2 separate regions of the Mus musculus genome follow, and region 1 is linked to region 2. Evidence: chromatin contacts called from public HiChIP or PLAC-seq data. All regions are on one chromosome and are shown on one strand. Each heading gives the region's core, a stretch centred on a gene start, on an enhancer-like site or on the middle of the called end of the contact. The rest is flanking DNA. Distances are from core to core; before and after follow the strand shown. Region 1 holds the start of Fign (fidgetin). Region 2 has its middle 220 kb from the start of Fign.

Evidence for each region. HiChIP or PLAC-seq counts read pairs in DNA pulled down with a chosen protein or histone mark.
Region 1: an H3K4me3 HiChIP or PLAC-seq map of embryonic limb bud shows a contact between it and region 2, with 2.6 times the contacts expected there. The contact joins the promoter of Fign here to the enhancer-like site in region 2. A contact is called at or near these places in 3 of 39 promoter capture datasets (liver and maxillary cranial neural crest), 2 of 484 Hi-C or Micro-C datasets (cranial neural crest and nephron progenitors), 2 of 115 datasets of contacts at active chromatin or transcription factors (embryonic limb bud and embryonic stem cells) and 2 of 9 other capture datasets (adipose tissue and liver).

Annotation. Positions count from the first base shown.
Region 1 is chr2:64,096,597-64,100,335 of GRCm38.p6, reverse strand. It overlaps Fign (fidgetin), which reads left to right and starts at 2,298. Exons shown (of 4, transcript NM_001267846.1): 1 at 2,298-2,494; 2 at 3,272-3,441.
Region 2 is chr2:63,874,405-63,878,123 of GRCm38.p6, reverse strand. No RefSeq gene overlaps it. Among named protein-coding and RNA genes, the nearest start is that of Fign, 220 kb to the left of the region's middle. Within about 2 kb of position 1,548, at least 22 of the 459 cell types and tissues checked have an H3K27ac peak or open chromatin away from gene starts, as enhancers often do. A contact at or near this core is called in embryonic limb bud, where this site is marked.

The DNA.
Region 1 (3,739 bases), core at 1,049-3,548, 220 kb before region 2:
CACACACAGACACACACACACAGACACACACACACACACACACACACACACACACACACACACACACACACACATGTTCAGTATTCTGAGCTAGACCACGAACTCTAATTTCAGTCTTAGGGATTTAGTGTTGAAGGTTGATTAGCTCTTCTGTCTGATTTTTTTTTCACCGACAAGGACAGAGCAGTCTTGCTTGACTGGCACAGAGCATCTATAGATGTACAGACGTCTTCCGCGTGTCACATCACAAATGGGTAATAAACGAAATTAAAAGAGATTTGAAGATTTAGAAAGTCCTCTACACATTCTCTAACAGCGAGTCACAGTTTCCTACAGTTATTTCTTCGTAGTAAAACCCAATGGGCAACTTTTCTTAGTATTGGTTTAAAAGCTGTCTCCTAAAATGTAGAGTCTCCGTATTCTCTGTTGCCTCAGAATACAGTTCTTCTGCTTCGTTTCCAATCCTAGTTAAAAAAAAAAAATCCAGAAATCTATTCTAAATAGAAATCTAATTCTTAACAAACATTATTTTTGATATCCAGTTCTCTTTTCTTTTTAATTGTCATCTGCCCAGATTTAACCATTTAATTTATTGTGATAAGTGCATCTATTGAGATGCAAGAAAATCTCAAATGAAGAAAGAAATGAATTTCTAAGTATATGTTTGGCCTTTTATGAGAGCTGGAGTTTTGTCTATTAAAGCTCCAGCCTAGAAGCTAGCAGACATACGGACAGACATGCGGACAGTGAGGAAGGACATTCTTCCTAAACAAGTGTATTTTCTGCTCCAACCTTCAAAGTAACATTTTCAGCTAGATGGCCTCCTGGTCGAATACATAATTTGCCTCTTGCATTCTCAGCTTAGTTGAAATATAGAGGACTGGACATCCAGCAGGCCAAAGTATAAACTCACCATTTATCTATTAAAGTCATATTTAATGAAAATGAAGAGAAATTATTGCCCAACTCTCTCTTTCTCTCATTACAATTCCTTAAGAACTTTGCCGGGCACATTATCTCGTAGACATCATGATCAAATGTTATTGTTTGCTTTATTATCTCAGTTGGATGGTTGGCTAGTCTAGGATGAAATAGGTTGAAGGCAATCCTCTCAGCCCAGAAGTCTGAATGAGGTTCCCATTCAAATGATCCTGATTGTTTGGGGGTGGGGCGGGGTGATTAGTAAACCAACTGAGCTTACACTGCATAGTAAGCGTCTGGATGCAGCACATTTACATCTAACAAGAGACCCCAGAAAACGTGTGTGTGTTTCTTAAACCTTATGTTGCGAACAAAAGGCTATCTCAGCCACAGACAATCAGCACGGCACTGCTCCCTGGGATGCGAGCCACACACTCAACTGCACATTTCATTCTTCCTCAGCTCCCAGCACCACAAAGCCCCGACTCTCTTCCTTCTCCTGGGTCCCCAGATTGCTCCATAGCGGGGGGCTGGGAAAGCTGAAGCCCCAGGTCTCTGCCTGCGCACCAACAGCCCTCACCGTGGGCCCCCGGGCGCTGCTCTCCCCTGCCCGAGCCGCCTGGGGGAGGTAGGGAGGGGAGCCGGGGGAGCTTGAGAGGGGACCGCACACCTAGATACTTAGGGTTTTTATTTATTCCCGGGGAGGTGGAGGCGGTGAAGTGGGTTCAAGCTGATCTGCCTCCCCAACTTGCCTCTCCCTAGCAGATAAAGTCATTTTCGGACTGGTGCGGGGAGCCTCGGGGATAGGGGACGTCCCGGCTCCACGTCCCGGTCCCCGTCCCGTGCGCGCAGCAGCAGGGAGGGCTGGCCAGGCTACGGTGGTGACCGGAGGACCGGGGAGGGGCCCTCAGGGACGCGCGATCGCGCGTGGACAGCGGGGCTCGCTTCCCCCGGGGGCGTCGCTCCCCGCGCGCGGGCTGGGCCGGGCTCCGCGTCCCCGCGCGCCGGCATGACCTCGGGGCCCCCTCCGGGCCGCGGGAGCGCAGCTGTGAGGCTGGGCGGCCGCCGAGGCCCGGGCCGTGTAACATGACCCGGCGGCCGGCCATTGCGCCCTCCCTGTCCGCCCGCGGCCGGGCGCCGCTCGCCGCCTCCCGCCTCCGCTCCCCCTGCAGTCCCGGCCCGCGCCGCCGCTCCCTCCCGGGGCTCCCGGCCCGCCGCGCTCCAACGCCCGCCTCTCGCCACTGCCTCCCGACGCCCGGCCGCGCGGCCGCCTGCGTCTCTTTCTCCCTCTCTCCTTTGAAAACTGATCTTTGGCTCTTAGTGTGAAAGTGATTTGAATTTGGCTCGGCGGCGCTCTGCGCCTGCGCTCAGCCTCTGGCATGCTGGCTCCTTCCAAGCAGCTGTTTTGGGTTTGAAATTCCAACATGGCAGAGGCTGCAGTCCGTCTTCCCTTCAAAAACTTGGAATGATTTCAAATCATAGGCACCTTCACTTAACCCTAGCTTCCATTCATCAGCAAACACATCGGATCGATGCTACGCTAACCTATCGGGAGCTCGCTCTGCGCGTCCAGGTAAGGAGAGCTTCGTAGTTTTTTACCATCTGTTTAAATTTTTTGTTTTTGTTTTATTTTTAAAGAATATAGATAGATCCAAGACCTGTAGTGAGAAGAGGTCTCAGAGTTGTGCCGTAAACAGTAAATTTAATTTGCATTCGTTTCTATTTTGTACGCCAACCTGCTGTCTAATTTCTCTGTACAAAGTAGCCCTGAAACATTATGATGCATATTTCTGCAGCTTAATCGTTATAACAATAGTATGGGATTAAGAGTTCGTGACTGCAAGAATCTCGCTTTTCGCGATATTGGGCTTACTCACTACTATCTTTTTACCTCAAAAAATAAAAAAAATAAAATAAGAAAGCGGAGCCATAGGGTGGGGCTAGACTTTCTTCGGGAACTAACTTCTAAGTAAATAAGAAGTGTAAATAAGAATCTTGCACACACACAAAAAGTTGAGGTTAAATTACAATCTCGTGGCTGGGGGATCGAGAAAAATGTCAGAGGATCGGTTGCAGAAAACTGTAAGCACATCATGCGGGAGGGGGTACAGCGTGGTGGGCGTATTGTTGGCAAGGAACGGGAGAGAAAGATGTATAATTTAATGGTATATACAATCCACTGATCCTATTACCGTCCTCCCCGGAGCTCTTGTTAGTTTCAATGGGAGTGAGTGAAATTGACATGGACTTGTATTCCCGGTCATGTGCTTTTTTTCCTTTCTTTCTTCTCCTGTGATCTGAGATCCCCTTTTTGTTGATGTTGCTTTCCCCCTTAATTATATGCATGTAGGTTAAATGAATACCTGACGAAAGGGCCCACGTTTCAAGGCAGTGACATTTGATAGCTGAGAGGAAAAGTGGCTTTAATGAAAAGCAACCTTTGGAATTCCTGCTTGTGAGAAATCCAATTCAGCTTTTTGTGCTACCAGCAAGAAATGATCAGTAGCACCAGTGTTTATGGTATGTCAGTTTTGGAATTTACTTCCTTTGCATTTAAATAGGGAAGACAAATTAAATAGCATGATAAAAACCATTGGAGGCTGCTTGGGAACCAGATGCTCATGATGTCCAATTCTTTTTAAACATGTCTATGTCTGTTTATTTTAATCTGTCACTGTGCTTTTTTTTTTTTTTTTGTATTTGCTTTCACTTCTTTATGCATTTCAGTTTTTATTAATATGTTATTTGCGGACACTTTCATTGGCTTTAGCTCTAATCTTGAAGTTGCATGTTTCTATTAATGCTCTCAACAGGGGTG
Region 2 (3,719 bases), core at 299-2,798:
GTTCCCTCCTTCTATCTCAGCTGCTAAGCTTACAAAGCAGCCCCCCTCCCTGCTTTTTTTTTTTTTTATAAACTTCCCAATTATAGTCTCATAAGATTATGAAGCCTTAAGATAAACTGTCCTAATTTAGAGTAGTGGAGTTCTGAGCTACTAGGAGTGAAACTGAGATAAAAACAGAGTTTCTTGCAAGGAAAAAAAGATAACCTGGGTTATTTATATACACAACTTTAATGGGAAGTGGGAATTAGGCCGAGGGGGGAAAAATCCATCTTTTATTTTACCTTGCAAAATGGAAGTATGGGTGGTGTATCAATTATTTCTACTCAAGTGCTTATTGTTCATATTTATATAATGATTTGCAATAATCTAGACCAGTTTGCAGGTGCTAAGAGGAAGGCAGAACTAAAATCCACCATGAACAGAACATATGTTTTCCAAATGGCATGGACTGAGTTTCTAGCCATTAAAAGGTACTAGGTACTCTAATATGTTTGTAGCAACACTGAGGAACAACAAACAGGTTAAATGTGTAATTTACTGCCTGCTAACATTGAACTTCCTGGGCAGCATATGGTTTTAATGCAATCTTAAAGTAGTTTCCCCCCTTGAATATAAAGGACTAGGATTTTGCTTTCAGGAGGCCAAAGAAAGAGACTGAAGTCACTTAGAGAAGAGTAAAAGATTTAGTGTACTGAGCCATTAGTGCTGTAGAGGACACTGGGTTTGATCTTTATTCCCTTCTGGAAGATCATTAACTCTTTTAGACATTTAGCAAATAACCTCTTCCAAGGCTTAGAAGAGTTTATACACTTCCCTAAGAGGGCATTTTGCGGCTTCCCTGTTTCTGTGATAGATATTTATTGAAGCTTCTGTTTGTTGATTTTTAAAAGGAAGTTAAGCTGTAAGGTACCTTGATAATTCTACACAGTAAATCTACTTTCAAGGCATAAAACTAGATATTCTAAACACTGGGAATGCATGTCTACTCATGGACCTCTGTACAAGTTTGTTCTTAGCTAGAAGAGATCCTACTGGTGAGAAGGAGACACATTTTAGCTTAGGGACAGTGTAAACCCATGAGCATCTATCAAAGAAGAAAGCAAACAGCTTTTTTTTGGAATAATAAATTTGAACCATCAAGAAGCGCAGCTTAATTCAAGTTCTAATTCATCTGTATCATGCCACAAGCACTTAAAAAAAAAGTATTAGACTGGGCAGTAAACCACAAAGATAGAGTATCAATCTTTAGCAGTTCTTAGTTGTTGGTCCTTTGTTTTGTTTGGAAACAAAGAGAAACTTAATAAATCTCACTAGACAATTTCTTAAGTAGCTGTGACCATTTTCTCCTGAGTAAAATACACTGTTTCAAGGAATAAAATAAAATGTACATTTCCAGATGTCTTGGTCAAAGTATTTGCTTAAAGATGGTGACATATTTCCCCCATCAGCAAACACTGACTGAATCTTTCCACATGTTAGGCACTCCTGGCCTCACCAGGAGCGCCACTGACCTCGAGTAGCTCAGGTTTATTGAGTGAGACACTCTTGTAAACAAGTTAGCAAGAGCAGTAAGGGCTAGGGAGGGGGAGGGGCTGGCCCACATTCCTGTTAGTTAGCACTTGTTTTCTACTTCCTTGGAAGTTGCATGTTAGTCATTTTCATGCAGCACTTCAGCAGACATCGATAGTTTCTGTCTGCTAATTTTCTTACAGCCACCCCTCTATTTGTGTTTTGTTTTCCTTCACTGATCTAATCCAGATGGAACTTGCCTTACTTTCACTGTTACCTTTCCAAAGGAGGGGAGTACAAAGAGGCAGTGAAGGACATCACATTCTTCTGCCTCTGACTTCTCACTACTAGATGGATGGTCTCCCCAAAGTCCTCCTAATGTGTTCTCCTAACCATGCCTTACTGTCTCTCTATTAGTCCCCTTGCTATCAAGATACACTGGGCAAATGCAAGATACCAATCTAATGCCAGGCTGAGTCTTTACTGAAACAGTACTATTTTTGTTTGCTGCTGATTTGCCCTGTGAGTAGAGGTATTCAATAACCAACTTTAATGAAGAAATAACCCGTAAAAGAAGCCAAATGCAGGAGGAGAAAGTTCTATGAAGTGAAGAAATGAAGGAAGAGTAAGATGATGCAGAGGTCAACTACCAGGGTGGTGTCAGTAAATCCTCATGTGTAGCCACTCTTCAAATATGTGTCTCTTGGTTTGTCTCTTGTAAGAGCCAAGTGACAATGCGGTACAAGTAAAAGGGGTCACTCTTGCTGCAACTATTTTAAGTTAGATTTATTTATTTTAAAGGACAGTGTAGCTAAATAAATAGTTACCTTGTTTAAGGCTCTGTAGAAAGAAAATAAAATATTAACAACTGTTAATGCTTTTCTAAGCTCTCTGCTAGAACAAGAAACTATATTTTATGATCTTCAAAGGAAGGTTGCTATTTAATAGTTACCTAGGTCTTGGGTCAGAGGCTTTTCTCTAAGTAGAATCTAAATAATAATTATACAATGGAATATTTATCAGAATATTGTTTTAAAATCCATCATCTGAATATTTGCTATCATTCTAGAAAGTAAACCAGTTTCTGCGAGGTTTGAGGTTGTTCAAGAGGTGTCTAAGTAAGCTGTTCAAATCCTCCTCTATATATGAAAGCCTCACTTACTGTCCTGAGAGGTGTCTCTTCTACAACACCAGGAAAGCAGTTAACACAGCAGACCTGAAAGGGTTAATGCACTTTCCTCAAGTACCCAGCTTACTCCTGGGGAGTAGCTTACACCGTGGGAGAATCTAGGTCAATGTGCATGACTGAAAATAGCTTAACAGTGAATCCAATATGAATTGAAAAAATAATGAGATGAGATCTTAGCGATGAGATACCCCAACTGGGCTGATATTAGGTTTGAAAATCCAGCGTCTTAGGTCTGGAAATGTGCACTGCTCTGACAGCGTTTTCTCTCCTAGCCTGACTGCTCTGTTTTAAAGGAGGATTGGCTACTTAGATCCAAGCTCAGCCAAACAGGCTACCAGGAAGACCAAGACCTTTACTCTGTAAGCAGGGAAGATTATTGCTTAGAGAAGAAACAAAAATCCCTAAGTAACTGATGATATTACATCACTAGGCAATTGTAGTGTTTGTTTGGGATTTTTATTATTACCTCTAAAATCTATTGCATCCATGAAGATTAAAAATTTGAATGGGAAAAGAAAACACTCGATACTTTTACCACCCTCCATTTTTTCTAAACTCAAAAATCTTATAGGCATACATTATTATTTGGGAGGAAAAGGTGGCTTCAGATTGCTCTGATGATCAATTTGAAACAAAGTTTTAAAGTATTTTAAAATTCAATATAATATTTTAATAAGTTTGAGAACTTCATGTTATATGCAATGTATTTTAATCCTATTCATCAAGTATATCTCCTTCTAATAGCTTCATGTTCCACTGACCCCAGTTTCATGTCCTGTACACATTGTTTCTGTTCTACTGAGACAATTTTGTATTGTCTACTTCTTCACAATTGTGGGTATATCTGTTGGAACATGATAGAGTAGGAGTGGTGAAACCCCCCTCCCCCAAAATATTCACTCCTCAGCTAGGAGTAGGTGTTCATGGCTCCCTTCCCATTCCATGCTAGAGTGTCAACAGTGTGATCTTGCATGGGCCTTGTGCAGACAAGCACAGCTGTTGTGCCTTCTTTAGTACAATG